Regions from separate parts of the Macaca mulatta genome. Here region 2 is linked to region 1. The links are chromatin contacts, called in public Micro-C maps. All regions are on one chromosome and are shown on one strand. The core of a region is the stretch at or near the end of the contact, and the rest is flanking DNA. Distances in the headings are between cores, read along the strand shown. Region 1 has its middle 130 kb from the start of TBL1X. Region 2 holds the start of TBL1X (transducin beta like 1 X-linked).

Region 1 (7,482 bases), core at 2,423-4,922:
TGCCCGAGGTGGATGGATCACGAGACCATCCTGGCCTTCATAGTGAAACTCCGTCTCTACTAAAAATACAAAAATTAGCTGGGCGTGGTGGTGCTGCCTGTAATCCCAGCTACTCGGGAGACTGAGGCAGGAGAATCCCTTGAAACAGGGAGTTGGAGGTTGCAGTGAACTGAGATGGTGCCACTGCACTCCAGCCTGGTGATAGAGCGAGATTCCATCATAAAGAAAAAAAAATGTCACTCAGGTTCGGGTGTGGTGGCTCACGCTTGTAATCCCAGCACTTCGGGAGGCTGAGGTGGGCGGATCACTTGAGGTCAGGAGTTCAAGACCAGCCTGACTAACATGATGAAACACCATCTCTACTAAAAATACAAAAATTAGCCGGGTGTGGTGGTGTGTGCCTGTAATCCCTGCCACTCAGGAGGCTGAGGCAGTAGAATCACCTGAACCCGGAAGGTGGAGGTTGCAGTGAGCTGAGATTGTGCCACTGCACTCTAGCCTGGGGAATAGAGTGAGACTCCATCTCAAAAATAAGAAAAAATAAAATCCACTATCCTGCTAAGATGCACATATGTGTATATATCAATATACAAAACATTCTAATAGAGAATATAACAGAAGGGAACATTTCTACTCACCACTGTCAATATTTAGGTTTTGCAGGACATCCCCAGAACACAGAGGGCAGTGCTTTGGGAGAGAGGGCTCCTCCCGAGGCTCTGGGATATTGGGATATTGGCGATGCCCCCCAGACACCTGGAGCACCCCCCACTCACCTGTTTTGCTTACCTCTTTTCTTTTCTTTTCTTTTTTTTGAGATACGGTCTTGCTTTGTCACCGAGGCGGGAGCACAGTGGCACGATCATGGCTTACTGCAGCCTCAACCAGTCCTCCCACCTCAGCTTCCCAAGTAGCTGTCACCCTCTTTTCTGATATAAGGTCTAATTAAGGTCAAGAATCAGCTTTGGGCTTGGAAACTTGGCCAGTGTTTTCTGCCTTTAACTAGAAAGTTTCAAGCAGGAATTCCAAACAACCCCAGTGCAGGCAATGGCAACAGACAGACCCATGGTGCAGGAGAAACTGTATTCATTTCCTGCACTGAAGCTAGTGAAGAACAAGGTGACTTATGTGATTACACAATGGGGAATAACTTAGGATACTGTCCTTAAACGTTAAACAAGAGGAATACTGTGCAAGAGGGAAATGGTTCCTACATTCTGGCATATACAATTCCACGCGGTGGAATTTAAGCCCTCATTTAAAGTATAACTTTGAAAAATATTTAGTGACCTAGAAAAATATGTATTTCTTAAGACTAGGTAACCAAATCGGAATGCTAAACTATTTATACAGAGTGAGCCCGATTTTATTATTTACCTCCCCTCCACCCTCAGCTCCCATTTTTGGATGGGAAAATTCTTCCACACAGAGGAAAACGACAGGCACGTCATGAATGCAAACGTCAACGTTGGTTTTCTCTGGGAATTTTTATTTTATTGGACAGAAAAGTGGCTACACTTTGCTTTTTATTAGGAAGAGAAGACGCTTTAACATCTAAGTAATGAAGTCACAGCGAAGTGAAGAAGCCCCTTCACCCATCAGATGGCTTAAGAATGCCATCCTGGCGTCGTCCATAACTCCTCGAATCCCCTACTGCGCTGATGACACAGAATCAGAGGCTTCCAGGGGTACGCTTAGGGGGCATCTGATGCGCACGGCAGCTACTGGGCCCCAACTCTGGAGTGTTCTCACTCAGAGATTTAATTATAGGGCGGGGTCGTCAGGAGCAGGTCTCCCACTGTCCTGCAGGAACCCTTTTTGACCTTCAGTAGAGACAGAGCCCTAAAACTTTGGGCCTGATTTTCCCTTCCCCAACTCCTCCTCGTGCTCTTCCCAGGCACTTCCCCACCCTCAAGAGACTCCCTTCTTTACCTCTGTCCCCAAGTCCCTCTCTCCCCAGGCCTTCTCAAGGGGTCCCCCGCTGCAGGACCCCTCTGCCGTCCCCTTTCCTGTTTCGGAGTGTCGCGGGGTTCTGGAAACCACAGTCCCCTCAACAGCCCTGAGATCCCCGGGGAGGAACCAGCGAGCCTGAGCCCTGTTTTGGGAGCACAGGGAGACACCCGCGCGGGCGGCCGGCGGCGTGGGGGCGGGGCGCTGAGAGTGCGCAGCTCTTCTAAGGTCGTCGGTAATTCCTTCCCGGTCCATGTAGGGCGCTGGCACAGACCGGCCCCAAGAGTCTGATCCTGGGGGAGGGGAGGGGAAGAGAGGTGAGGGGAGGGGAGGAGGCTGGAAGACGAAGTGGGAGGAGGTAGGTTGTGGCCTAAACCCCAGTGCAGGGAGAGGAGGCTAGGAGGGGGAAGGGAGGGACAGAGAGGGGATGAAAAGCAGAGGAGGAGGGGGAAGGGAGGAGAAAGAGGAGGCAGGGATGCGAACCGGAGGAGGAGGAGGCGGGAGGACGGAGTGGGTGGAAAGCAGGGGAGGATGGGGAGGGGAGAGGTGGAAGGGAGAAGAAGGAGGGGGAGGGTAAAAAGCAGAGGGGGAGGGAAGAGGGAGGGGGTGAAAGCAGGGGGGAGGGGAGGAGGGAGGGGGTGAAAGCAGCAGGGGGGAGGGGAGGAGGGAGGGGGTGAAAGCAGCAGGGGAGAGGGGAGGAGGGAAGGAGCAGGGGGAGGGTAAAAAGCTGAGGGGGAGGGTAAAAAGCAGAGGGGGAGGGGAGGAGAAGGGAGGGGGTGAAAAACAGAGGGGCAGGGGGAGGGGAGGAGGAGGAAGGGGGATGGGAGGTGAGAGAGAGAGGGAGGATGAGGGGAAGTGAAAAGGACGAGGGGGAAGGGAAGTGAAAGAGGGAGAAGGGGGAGGGGAAGTGAAAGAGGGAGAAGGGGGAGGGGAAGTGAAAGAGGGAGAAGGGGGAGGGGAAGTGAAAGAGGGAAGAGGGGGAGGGGCGCCACCCAGCCTCTTTCCGGAGGAGACTCATTTAGATGCAATGGCCAATTTTTTTTTTTAAACCAGACTGTATAAATTTACAGTTTCCTTTTCAGCTGAAGCAGACAATGTTAAAACACATTAGATTTTCTGTTTCGGAATGCAAATTAAACATAGGCAAGCTCTTGGAAGGCTTCATTGAGGGCTTAAGAAAATAGGAGATTGAAAATGTCGACGCTTGAGTAAGGCAAGAGATTTTAGCCTTGTAGCAATGTGGTCCTGTGTGTGTTTACTTAAAAAGAGAAAACTGCTTAATAATAAAACGGCCCTAGTCTTCCTTGAACATAACAGGAAGCACTGCTTAAAAAAATTTTCTTTTTTTTTTTTTTTTTAACAGCCACCATTTATTTGTCGGTGCACAGGGAGGGGGTGCGGTTGAGGCAGGCTTGGGGTAGTCACGCAGGCACTCCCCAAAGCCTGCTCACCGGGCCCCTCCAACCCCAAGGAGTGGAATCTAGAAGCAGCCCCTAGGGGCTCTCCCCTCTCATCTAGAAATGACTTTCCTAAGTAACTGTCACTATAAACTAGGTTCCTTTCTGTTCTCTGTCCCCCTTTTTCACCCCCAAAGCAAAAACAACAAAAACACAATCTAATAGAAAAGCCCCTCCCACCCCAACGAAAAGCAAGCGGAGCACTGGCCCCAAACTCTGCTGCTGCTGTGCCTGCCCCTGTTATGGGAGCCTTGTGGGCTACTTTCTGCTCTTTTCTTCCCCTGGAGAGTTATTTAAGGCCTTTAAATGCCATTCTGTGCACACAGAACTTAAAAATGGTCTGGCACGGGGGAAAAGTTGGCAAATGTCGAGTTCACAATCTGTTGCCATTATGTGAAGCCAGATTCAGTAAAAACTCTATTGGCTTCCGGAGCCAGGTTATGCAACATCTTAGAAGGGTTTGGGGATGTGTCTGTAGAAGGGGGAAGGGGGACCTGAGAGGGGATCTGGGTGTCGCATGTAAGCTTGCTGTACTGGGGATGGCCGTGGACACAGACGGGTGTCGGGAGCTGCACCATTTCAGTCTTAAGAGCAAGAAGCCCCCCTGCATCTAACTGTGTGGGCTTTGAAAATGGGGGTGAAGGGACCAAAAGGCATCCCTGGGCCATGAGTTCCTGTAGGGTCTCCACATTGAGATGGTGAGTGGGGGATGGGCCCCTATGAGCCGGCTAGGGCTGCCATGTCAGAGCAGCAGACATGGATTCCCTCACATTCTGGAGGCCACATGTTTGAAACCCGGTGTCACAGGGCTGCTTTCTCCCTCAGCTCCTCTCGGTGGCTTGTAGACGGCCTGTGTCCTCCCATGGTTGTCCCTCTGTGTGTGCCTTTGTCCTCATTGCCTCCTCTTGTAAGGACTCCAGTCCTACTGGATCAGGGCCCACCCTAATGACCTCATTTTAATTTAATTGCCTCCTTAGAGATCCTGTTTCCAAATACGGTCACATTCCAAAAGGTAGTGGGGATTAGAGCTTCAGCCTTTGAATTTTAGGGATTATTCCCCGTTATGGGATGGGGAGAACGCTTCAGAGGCTTGGTAAGGGAAGCAGAGTGGGTGGGGAAGGAGCTTGCACCCCTTGGGCACCCAGGCGTTGGGATGCCCCTGGCCCCTCAGCCCCTGGGTTTGCAGACTGGAGAGCAGGGTGCTCCCAGGGAAGTGGGAGGGGTGGGGGCAGGGTAGCTGTTAACTGCTAGACTTGGGCCTGTCGCCCATATGACAGCTGCATTTTCAATTCTCTTTTGGAATATTCCTTCTGTGTTGCAGTTTCACTGTAGCCTGAGAGCCAGCTGGATAAGCTGCTAGGGACACAGGATTCCCGGGTGATAGCGCAGGGCAGCAGTGGTGTCTCAGGGTCTTGCTCACATCTGTGTGCTTGGCACCTGGGAAGGAGCTCCAGGTAATTCTGCAGACTAAAGGAGGGGAGGAGCAAGCTCACCCTGTGGGTTTTCAAGATGTTAATTTAATCTTCCTTGTTTGTACTTGACAGAAACCACAAAGCTTGTTCATCCAAAGTAGTGTCTTTTGTGGTGAAATGATTATCAGTAATTATTAAGAAACAGAGGGAGTCTTCTCCTTGGCCGCCGAAAAACTCAGAAATGTGGGGAGAAATATCAAAGTTGTGGATGATCTGATATCATGAATTTTCTCGGAAAGGAGATGACCAGAGGCGAAAGTGTATTGGAGCTTCCGTCTCGGTGGCTTTTTTTAAGGTTTGGTTCCAAATGGTGGTGACTCCAGAGAGTTGATGATCTCACAATGCTTTTGAATTTGCACAGCGAAGCCTTCAAGTCCTGCCTTGGCAGTTTCAGCAGAAGCATAAAGGATTCAAGGAACCACAGACACGATGGTGGAGACATTTTTGGTGGTGATTTTCCTGGCAAAGCCCTGGGGAGCCGGCTGGCTTGGTCAGCTGTAGGCAGAGTTTGTCCTTTCCCTCTGGGGGAAATCCACTTTGTCCGGAACACTCTGGAGTCCTTCGGGTCATTCACTCCCGAGTCCTTCGGGCCATTCACGATCTTTCACCCTTTCTTCAAGCTCACCTCTCTCTTTAAGGAACAGCCGAGCGTCCCTGGAGGCTCCAAGTCTTCTCTTCTACTGAACTGTGCCAGCAGGAATGTCTATCAGGGTTCCTAAGAGTTCTGTACCTGAGTGAATGCAGACCTTTTGCACAAATTTCTAGTAGGTGATTCACTAGAGGCCAAAGGCAGGGGAAATATAATCATTCACTCATTTTTTTCATGCCTTTTGTTTCCTTCTTCTAAACTCTTGCTTCTTTTGTGTGTATTTTATTTTGTTTGCCTTAGCTTCTTAAGTCAGGGAGGGTTGGAAGGGAAGGAAGGTGTTTGAAATATACGAGTGACAAATGAACGGAAATTTGCTGCTTGGTGATAGCACCAAAGGAAGGTGAAAATATGTGTAGTGGACGTTGGTAGTTTTGGTCTGACTCCGTGTTTGGCCTCTATCTTTCGGTTAAAACAACTCAAATTTTCTCTGGGGAACACAGGCTGTTATTCTCAGTCCCTGAGATACAGAGCTCCAGCGCTGGGGGCCCAGGTCTGGCCAAACGGCATCTCACATTCCTTGGCCACGGCGACTTCTTTGACCCATCATGACCCAGAGACAGCCAGATCTGGGCTTCTATTAGAATTCTTGACAAAGGGTTTTTTTGGTTTATTTTGTTTTTGTTTGTTTGTTTGTTCTTTTTGCTAGGGTTGCTAAACAGGTACCAGTAAACCCAGTAATGAAAAAAAAAAAACAAAAAAAAAACATCATTCTTATCACTCCTTGAGACCGAAAATGGTAGTGAGGAATATGGAGCTAAGGGGTGAGACCTCCCTGGATAGCTTGGGAATACCTGAATCTAGCCAAGCCTGAAGGCCACACATGACATTTGCAGTTATGTGAACCAATGTGTTTCTTTTCTTTTTTCTTTTCTTCTCTTCTCCTTCCTTTCCTTTCCTTTCCTTTCCTTCTTTTTTTCTTTCTTGTAGCCCCATTTGACTTTAGTTTCAAATGCTTGTCACTGAAAAATGTTCTTGGCTTATTGAAATACTAACCTCTATTTTGTTGAGTATTAAAATTATAGGCTGGGCATGAAGGCTCACGCCTGTAATCTCAGCACTTTGGGAGGCCGAGGCGGGTGGATCACTTGAGGTCGGGAGTTTGAGACCAGCCTGACCAACATGGAGAAACCCCGTCTCTATTAAAAATACAAAATTAGCCAGGGGTGGTGGCACATGCCTGTAATCCCAGCTACTCAGGAGGCTGAGGCAGGAGAATGGCTTGAATCTGGGAAGGAGGTTGCGGTGAGCCAAGATTGCGCCATTGCACGCCAGCCTGGGCAACAAGAGCAAAACTCTGTCTCAAAAAAAGGTAATAAAATGTGTGTGTGTGTGTGTGTGTGTGTGTGTGTGTGTGTGTGTGTATATATATATATATATATATATATATATGATGCTGTTGGAGCCACAGAGAATTTTCCTCCTTCCCTTTCATTTTTTATTGTGACTTATGACCTATAAGTGTTAAAGAGCATTCCAGAGACATATACATGTTACTAAATCAGTGATTTCCCAAGTGAAGAGGCAGAACACTGCCATTTGCTCAGGGGCCTCCTATGATTACCATCCTACTAGAAGTCTCTTACCATTGGAAGCTACCGTTATTTGGGCTTTTGGGGAAATCATCTCCTTGCTTTTTTTTTTTAATCAGTTTGTCTATGTACACATCCTCAAAAAGAATTAATTTTGTATTAATGGAATCATACAGCATGTATCTTCTGGGGTCTTGCATCTGTCACCAACACTGTATGTGCAATGTTCCTATCGGCTGTCACTATAGCTCATTCATTCTCAATGCTATCATAGCATCCCACGTGTGACAGTACCCGATGTATCCATTAGAGAGTACCTTGTGTACTGGATGTTTCTGTAGAGAATTTATTGAAGTCGATCAGTGCAACAGAGCTCATATTGGAAACAAACTGAAATGTGCATCACTCTGTGCAGAAGCCCAGTC
Region 2 (7,482 bases), core at 3,371-5,870, 130 kb before region 1:
GAGTTCAAGACCAGCCTGACCAACGTGGTGAAACCCCGTCTCTACTAAAAATACAAAAAAATTAGCTGGGCGTGGTAGCACATGCCTCTAATCCCAGCTTCTCCGGAGGCTGAGGAGGAGAATTGCTTGAGCTTGTGCATCGAGATCGCGCCACTGGACTCCATCCTGGACGACATAATGAGACTCCGTCTCAAAATAAAAAAAAAAAAGAAAAAAGAGCATATAACATATAACTAAAAGAGTATAATTGGATTGTTTGTAACGCAAAGAATAAGTGCTTGAGGGAATGGATACCCCCATTCTCCATGATTTGATTACACATTGCACGACTGTATCAAAATAGCTAATGTACCCCATAAATATATACACCTACATATCCAGAAAAATTTAAAAATTTTAAAAGGAGCAAAGCTTTAGCAGCCTCAACAACACACCTGATTTTTTTCCACTGTGGTTTCTTAGATTAAGGCGCAAAGCTGTTCTTTTCCTTGCTTGTGATAACATCTACAGTGCAAAATGTGCTGTTCTAAGAAAAGCAGGTTGGCCAAAGCATACAAAGGCATGAAGTTCGTGTGTCATGAGAGAGAGGAGGCAAAGGTGGTGCTGGAAGAGCGGATGGATTCACCTAAGGCATTCCACCATGTGTCACATTCAGATGGGATCCCCAAGACTTCCAGAGCACAGCAGATGGGCAGGTGCCCCAGATTCGGGGGTGGGGGCGTGACTGTGGAGGAACTGTGGGAGACAGAGCCACGAACATCTCTGGGCTGAGGAGATTGTTCTCTCTCTTGATTATGATGGTGGTCACACGAATCTACGCGTGTGTCAAGACTCGTAATACACCCAAAAAGCCAAATTTAGTATATGGTAATTTAAATAATAAAACTATATAGATACAGCCCTAAAATGTAAGAGGGAAAAGATAAGGGAAAAAAGCAAGCAAACTACTAGACACCATAGTGACTGATGGTGATACCTTTCTAGACCCAATTCCCAACTTCAGAAAACAGGAAACTATAAGCATGTTAGGCTAGCTGGGCATGGTGGCTCATGCCCGTAAGCCCAGCACGTTGGGAGGCCAAGGAGGGAGGATCACCTGAGATCAGAAGTTCAAGCCCAGCCTGGCCAACATGGTGAAACCCCACCCCTACTAAAAATAAAAACATCAGCCGGGTATGGTGGGGAGTCCCTGTAATCCCAGCTACTCAGGAGGCCAAGGCAGGAGAATCACCTGAACCTGGGGGGTGGAGTGAGCCGAGATCGCACCACTGCACTCCAGCCTGGACTGTGAGAGAGACTTCGTCTCAAAAAAACACCAAACAAACAAACAAACAAAAAAGGCATGTTAGGCTCCAAGCATTATAATAATTCTATGTCCTTCGACTGAGTAAAGTGGCTCACACCTGTAATCACAACACCTGGGGAGCCCTTTTCCTACTGACACTTGGAAGAGGGCCTCCACAAGGAAAACGCAGGTCCACACCCAGCTGGCTCAACCTGCTTGCTAATTTAACAGCTGCAGGAAGGGAAATGTCTCCAGACATTAGCAAATGCCCCATTCAAAAGTCGGGGACAAAACTGTCCCAAGTGAGAAGCATTAGTTGGCTGCAACATTCCAGAGCTCAACGTTGAAAATACTGTTCCAATAAGCAAGCATCTTCTCTACCTTCATTTCTAAAGCTTCCCTTTCTCCTGAACCTGCCGCCTATCATGCCCCATCTCAAATCTCTCTGATCCCATCGGCCAAGAACAAACCTACATAAGAAAAGGAAACAGTACCTGACTTCCTCTGAAAACTCAACATATTCTCTCTTCCATCTTAACTTTAAATTTGTTCAAATTCCATTTGCAACGGTTTCCAATTCACTTCTGCAACCTTCAGGCATGCAGTGGATTCTCCGTAAATATTGGACGGCGATGGCTGTGTGGGAGGGGGCCAGCTTGGGAGGCGCATCCATCTGAAGTGAGGCTCCCGCTGGCCAGGCAGGCAGCAGCGCGGCGGACTCCTTAACGGCTGTCTTTCTCCCCTGGAGATCTGAAACGCCTCTCCCCAGCCTAGGCTCTCTTTGCCCTTTAGAAACCTGTGGACTTCTTCAGCCCCTCCCACATCCAGCTTTTCTTTTGGTTCTGGTGGGTTTCATGTTTGCCAGTCTGGCCAGCATGGTACATGTGTTCCAACCCCACAGAAAGTGAGGGCAGGAGTGGAGAGGGCAAGACCGGAGGGAAAAACTCGAGTCCAGTCTCCGGCTCACTAAAAATAGTTAAGGGGGAAAAAAGTTTATCTTTCCAACTCAAAAAAAAAAAAAAAAGTGTTTACAGTACGCCTTTAGTGTTGCTTCCTGGTTGAAACTGATTTTTCAATGCATGCGGCAGTGAAAGATTAACAACTTCTCGGATGTAACCTACTAGGTTTTTCTGTTTTTCCTAAGGGAGGAAAAAAAGGCAAATCCAAGGCATCAGGAAAGCAGTGCGAGGATGGTCCTGCCTTGCCGGGCAGAGAAGCTGTGATGATCAGCTAAGCCAGGAGGCCCACAGGGCACTTGCTGCGGGGCAGAGCACCGGAATTTGGACGCCCTGCAGAAAACTGGGAGGGGGCCAGGCCCAGGTTCTAGCGGAGGTGTTCTCCTATCCAGCAGGAGTATATCGGAATATCTGAATTCCTGACACTTGGGACCTGCTGGAGATGGCCTCCCTGTGCAGGGACCATTTTCCCGCCTCTGTTCCTCACCTTAAAAGGTGAAAAAAAAATATTCTAACTAAGATGATGTTGTACAGAACCAGCGATACTGATATAATTGATGGGAAAACTCCAGATATTGAAACATTCACTTTTAAGTATGTCTACAATAAAGTTATTATTTTTGCAAACTGTCTCCTCCTTAAAACCACTGGCAGAGAGAAGTTCTCTGAGCCCAGTAAAGGGGCAGGTGGGGGAGCGAGGGTGGCAGCACTACACCACAAATCTCCATTTTTGCCCTACAGGTGTGTGTTCTATTAAGGGCTGGAATCGCCTTAAGGGCCGGTGATCCAGCGGTGAAAAACTCGTTGTCTGTATTAGTTACCCAGCTTGGTGGCTTTCCACAAGAATCTGCAGCACATTTGAGACATGACTACCCTTTAAAATAAACGCGTCATACTGAACATTCTTCTGTATTTTATTTTTCCTAATCACATCTTTTCTAGGAAAGACTTGTAAACTTTTCATAAAATCCTCAAGTGCCACTTCCGACACCAAAGCCACTGCCTGGGACCTTAGCAGGGAGGTTGCCGTCCTTCCCCCTCGCCTTCCAGGTGAAACCAGGGGCTCGGCGAATGTGTCAGGAGAGGAAAACATCCAGAAGGCAGGTCAAGTCACACATGACAATGCAAAGCAGAAACAGTCGCAAATACAATAGAGGATAGGTTTTTGTTTCTTTTCAGGTTTTGCTCCAGAACATCACTGACTGGAAAATAAACGTCAGTCCCTACCTTTGTGGAACGTCCAACGCAGCTGGCTGGGGGAACACGAGGCCTTGCAGGGAGCGAGTCCCGGCCCCGGTCTGACTGAGCACAGGCGACGCACGTGAGGTCCAGGCCCTATCCCAGCGCAGGCGGGCCTCCAGCGACCCACAGTTGTCACATATCCGGCCAGCGCTGATTCCCGAAGGCGCACTCCCCATACCCCACTCCGAGCACCGGTCCCATCCTTAGGGAAGGTCCTCCTGGGTAGCAAGGCCGGGGCCCAGGATCTGCGAGACCCACCCCACCCGCCCCGCCAGAGCCCAGGAGCAGCAACAGGTCTGCGCTCTCTCCGGGCGGCGCTCTGCAGACCCTCGACCGGCCAGGGGTGTCCCCAGCCCAGCTGTGCGCTCGGGCCGGGGAGATGGGCGGAGGACTGGGGCTCCTGACTTCCTTGACAGTTTCTGCGCCTCAGAAACTGAGCAGACGCGGGGCCCGCGCCACCTCGCCCGCCGCTTGCCTCACTTCGTAAGGCTGCGCTTCCACCCGGGTCCGGGCGGGCCGGCCCGCTTCCCGGGGATGAATGGGGCTCCTCTCCCCAACAGCGGGGAAATCCCGCCACCGCCCTCCACCCCGGTCCCCCGAGCCCGCGGTGGCGCAGGTTTGCCCAGCAAGCCCCAAGATCGGCAGACAAAGGGGCACCAGAGGAAAAGCCGAGCTCTTCCATAAACTTACCGGTCACCTACCCCTCCCCAAAACAAAGGAGCCCCCCGCCGACCTCTGTCTCTCCCCGCAAGGCGCGCCGGCACTTTGGGGAGCGGCCACCTCGGGGTATTGTTCAGCCTCCTGGGAGCGCGCCGCACCCCAGTCCGAGCGCCACGGGGACAGTTGGCGACCTGCGCCTCCTGTAGTTCCAGGGGCGGGTGGAGCGTCCGGGCGCCCCGAGTCGCCGGCCAGACCCTGGAGGGTCAGCGCGGGAACCGCCTCCCCGCAGAAGTTTGCGGACCCCGCGCCCGGCCCGCCGAGCCCCGCGCACTCACCTCGCCGCGAACAGCGCAACTTGTGGCGGCGCCGCGCGCCCGGCCGCGCTCCGAACCTCCCTCCGGCCGGCAGCCTCCGAGCCCCGGCCGTGCGGCGGCCGAAGAGGGCCCGGCGCCCTGGAGCAGCCGCGCGCCGCCCCCGGGCCGCCCCCGCCCCGCCGCCGCCGAGTCCCGGAGAGGGCGCGGGCGCTGGAAAGTTTCGGTGGCGAATGGCGGCCGGAGGGCGCTGCGGCGGCGGCGCGGCGGGGGCGCTGGCGACTCCTCGCTCCCGAGCGCGGAGTGGGGCCGCTGAGCCGGGCGCGGCGGCGGAGGCGGCGGCGGCGGCGGCGGCGGCGGCGGGAGAGGGCGGAACAGCGGGAGGGACTGGCACGGGCAGTGACCTCCGCGGGGAGCGGTCGCGAGCGCGCGGACCCCAACCAGGACTACCGCCAGGGGTCCGCCCCCTCCGCCAGCCCCTCCCTCACGGCCGTGGGAGGGCACCCGGCGTCCCACCCAGCCCCGCCCCTGAGCCCCGGGGGAGCCGCGTCCCGAACCAGCCCCTCCCCCACGAGGGTAGGGACTCCGGCCCTGCCCCTCCCCCGCGGCTCCTAGAGGGGACCCGCGTCCCAACCCAGCCCCTGCCCCACGGTCGGGGGACCAGCGTCCCTACCAAGCCCGCCCCGCTCCCCAACGCCTAGGGTGGGTGAGGGGAACCCAAGCCTTTCCCGAGTTGCTCCGGTCCCGGTCCCTTCCCCGTGGCCTCCGTGGGACTGAGAGGACCCCAGGGCTACCCCCATCACATCCCAAACCCAGCCTTTCCACGACTGCCTCGAGGGGACGGGAACCTCGGCCACCCCCTCTGTTTCGGGGGGGCAGGGGAACCTCGGTCCCTGCTAAAGTGTTACCCTCCCCCACCCCAATAAGGAAGCCACCCAGCTGCCCCAAGAGAACCCCCTGCCACCTGCCCGATGGTGAATCTCCCTCAAAATAAGCGTCTTAGAAGACACCCCAGTAGTCTTTACCCCACCTCAAAAAGTGGGGGCTCCGGCGGAGCCTCGACCTTTGCAAAACACCTCCCAGGAAGAGCCAGAAACGCTTAGGGACAAACTCAGACACACAAGCATAGGCGCCAGGAGCTCGGGTGTGGGGGCTGAGGAGGTTAGGGGGACCTGGGCCCTCGGGCCTCAGCACTCCCACCCCAACCCCCAGGCTTCAGCCCTCTGGGCCTTGCAAAGTGCTTAATGTTGCAATGGCTTACACGGCCTGGCCCCGGTGCACTTAAGTCCCCAGCGCTCCTTCCTCCCCTCCACGTAGGCTACTCCCCACCACTCGCGGCCTTAATTCAGTTAAACAGATCTCCACTCCCCCTCCCCAGCACCTCTGGGGTCAGCCTTGTTGAATATTTTTCAAATATTCTTGCCCCTTCCTTTACTATATAATGAGCTTCGTGCTAAGAGTCCGGTGCACTCAGCAATCTAAACTATAACCTTACTTGCTCTTCCTCGAACACTAGACCATTTGTTGTTCTGGTTGTGGGGGGAGGGGGACCCGAGGTGAGGTTTTTGTTTTTGTTTTTGTTTTTCTGAGACGGAGTCTCGCTCAGTTGCCCAAGCTGGGGTGCTGTGGCACGATATCGACTCACTGCAACCTCCACCTACCTCCCTGGTTCAAGCAGTTCCCCTGCCTCAGCCTCCGGAGTAGCTGGGATTACAGGCGCACGCCACCACGCCCAGCTAATTTTTTTGTATTTTTAGTAGTTTTAGTTTCACCATATTGGCCAGACTGGTCTCGAACTCCTGACCTCAGGCAATCCGCCGGCCTCGGCCTCCCAAAGTGCTGGGATTACAGGCGTGAGCCACCGCGCCCGGCCGGAGGTGAGTTTTTAAGAGGCCGGTCCTCCATCAAAAAGGCGGACCTCAAAATTACCCTGCAAAATATTGCCGTAAAACGTCAATGATGCAAAATGACTGTTGCTACACCATCATTAGAGGACATCAATAAAAAAAATACACACTTACACAGTCTCCATAATTGTGAATCAGCAGAATAGATTGTGTCTTATTACGTATCAGTTGCCATTCAAGGCCCCCCAGAAGGACTTGGTGGGGCCTTCCCTTGAGCCTGCCCTTCGTTGCTCCCGGGCTCCCTGGGCTTGTGCAGACTGATGCTGACTATTACATGCAATCGAAAAACGAAGGGTGCAATAGAAAACCCGAGCGAAAGAGCTCATGATGCAACCCTGCCCTGGCTACACGTGCTTCCCTTCCCCCACCGCCTGCTGGTGGGAGCGCTGCGTTTTTTCCGCCTGTAGGGTCACATTGTGGTTGATTGATTCTCCTTTCGCCTTGCTCAGTCATTCAGATTTGGAAAGTAAATAACAAGTTGACATCATTACAGCTCTGGGCTTTACGCGGACGCAGCCCTCGGCTACCGCACACTCTGGAGTAGCTGCGCAGCCAACCGGCCTCCTAGCTTGCCAGACCTGCTTGTGGTTAGCAACTGGAAATTCAAGCTAAACTTGGTTAAAAGGCCTCTTTGTGTGTTTTGATCACTTGGCAGATGCCAATCTTTTAAAGTATGGGAAAGTGGTGGAAATCATCACTCTCAAACTGGAGCACTGTGTGGCCAGGATTTATAGCTGATCTCCTGTAACTGACAAAGCAAAAGAGCTCAGAATTCATCTTGACTGGTTGGTAATAGCCCAATAATCCCACCGGCCTTATTACCCGTAAAGAGTCAATATCTTTTATCATAGATTCACAGGGCCCCAAAGGACACTGTAAGACCTAAGACAGGAAGAGAGACCGCCTACATTTATCATGAACTCACCAAAATTCCTCTTTTTGAAATGCTAGATGGGCTGTACGGTAGGTGATAATTAGACTGTGTTATTTAATCTGTTTCAACGATTTTTCAAATGTGCAGTCCTATAAGGTGGGAGAAAACAAGGAAATAAAGTAGAGCCGGAAGGAGCTAGTGTATTCTGAGAAAGCTGAAGGATAACAGGGCGAGGGGTCCACAATGA

What was found. Hi-C and Micro-C count contacts between places; a contact is called where the count stands out from the background.
Region 2: a contact with region 1 is called in a Micro-C map of CD4 T cells, with 13 times the contacts expected there. The contact joins the promoter of TBL1X here to the enhancer-like site in region 1. A contact is called at or near these places in 6 of 14 Hi-C or Micro-C datasets (CD4 T cells, blood, cortical neurons and 3 more).

Annotation. Positions count from the first base shown.
Region 1 is chrX:8,879,846-8,887,327 of T2T-MMU8v2.0, reverse strand. No RefSeq gene overlaps it. Among named protein-coding and RNA genes, the nearest start is that of TBL1X, 130 kb to the left of the region's middle. Within about 2 kb of position 3,672, at least 14 of the 40 cell types and tissues checked have an H3K27ac peak or open chromatin away from gene starts, as enhancers often do. A contact at or near this core is called in CD4 T cells, blood and fetal cortical plate, where this site is marked.
Region 2 is chrX:9,013,246-9,020,727 of T2T-MMU8v2.0, reverse strand. TBL1X (transducin beta like 1 X-linked) reads right to left here and starts at 4,620. Exons shown (of 20, transcript XM_077988391.1): 1 at 4,479-4,620.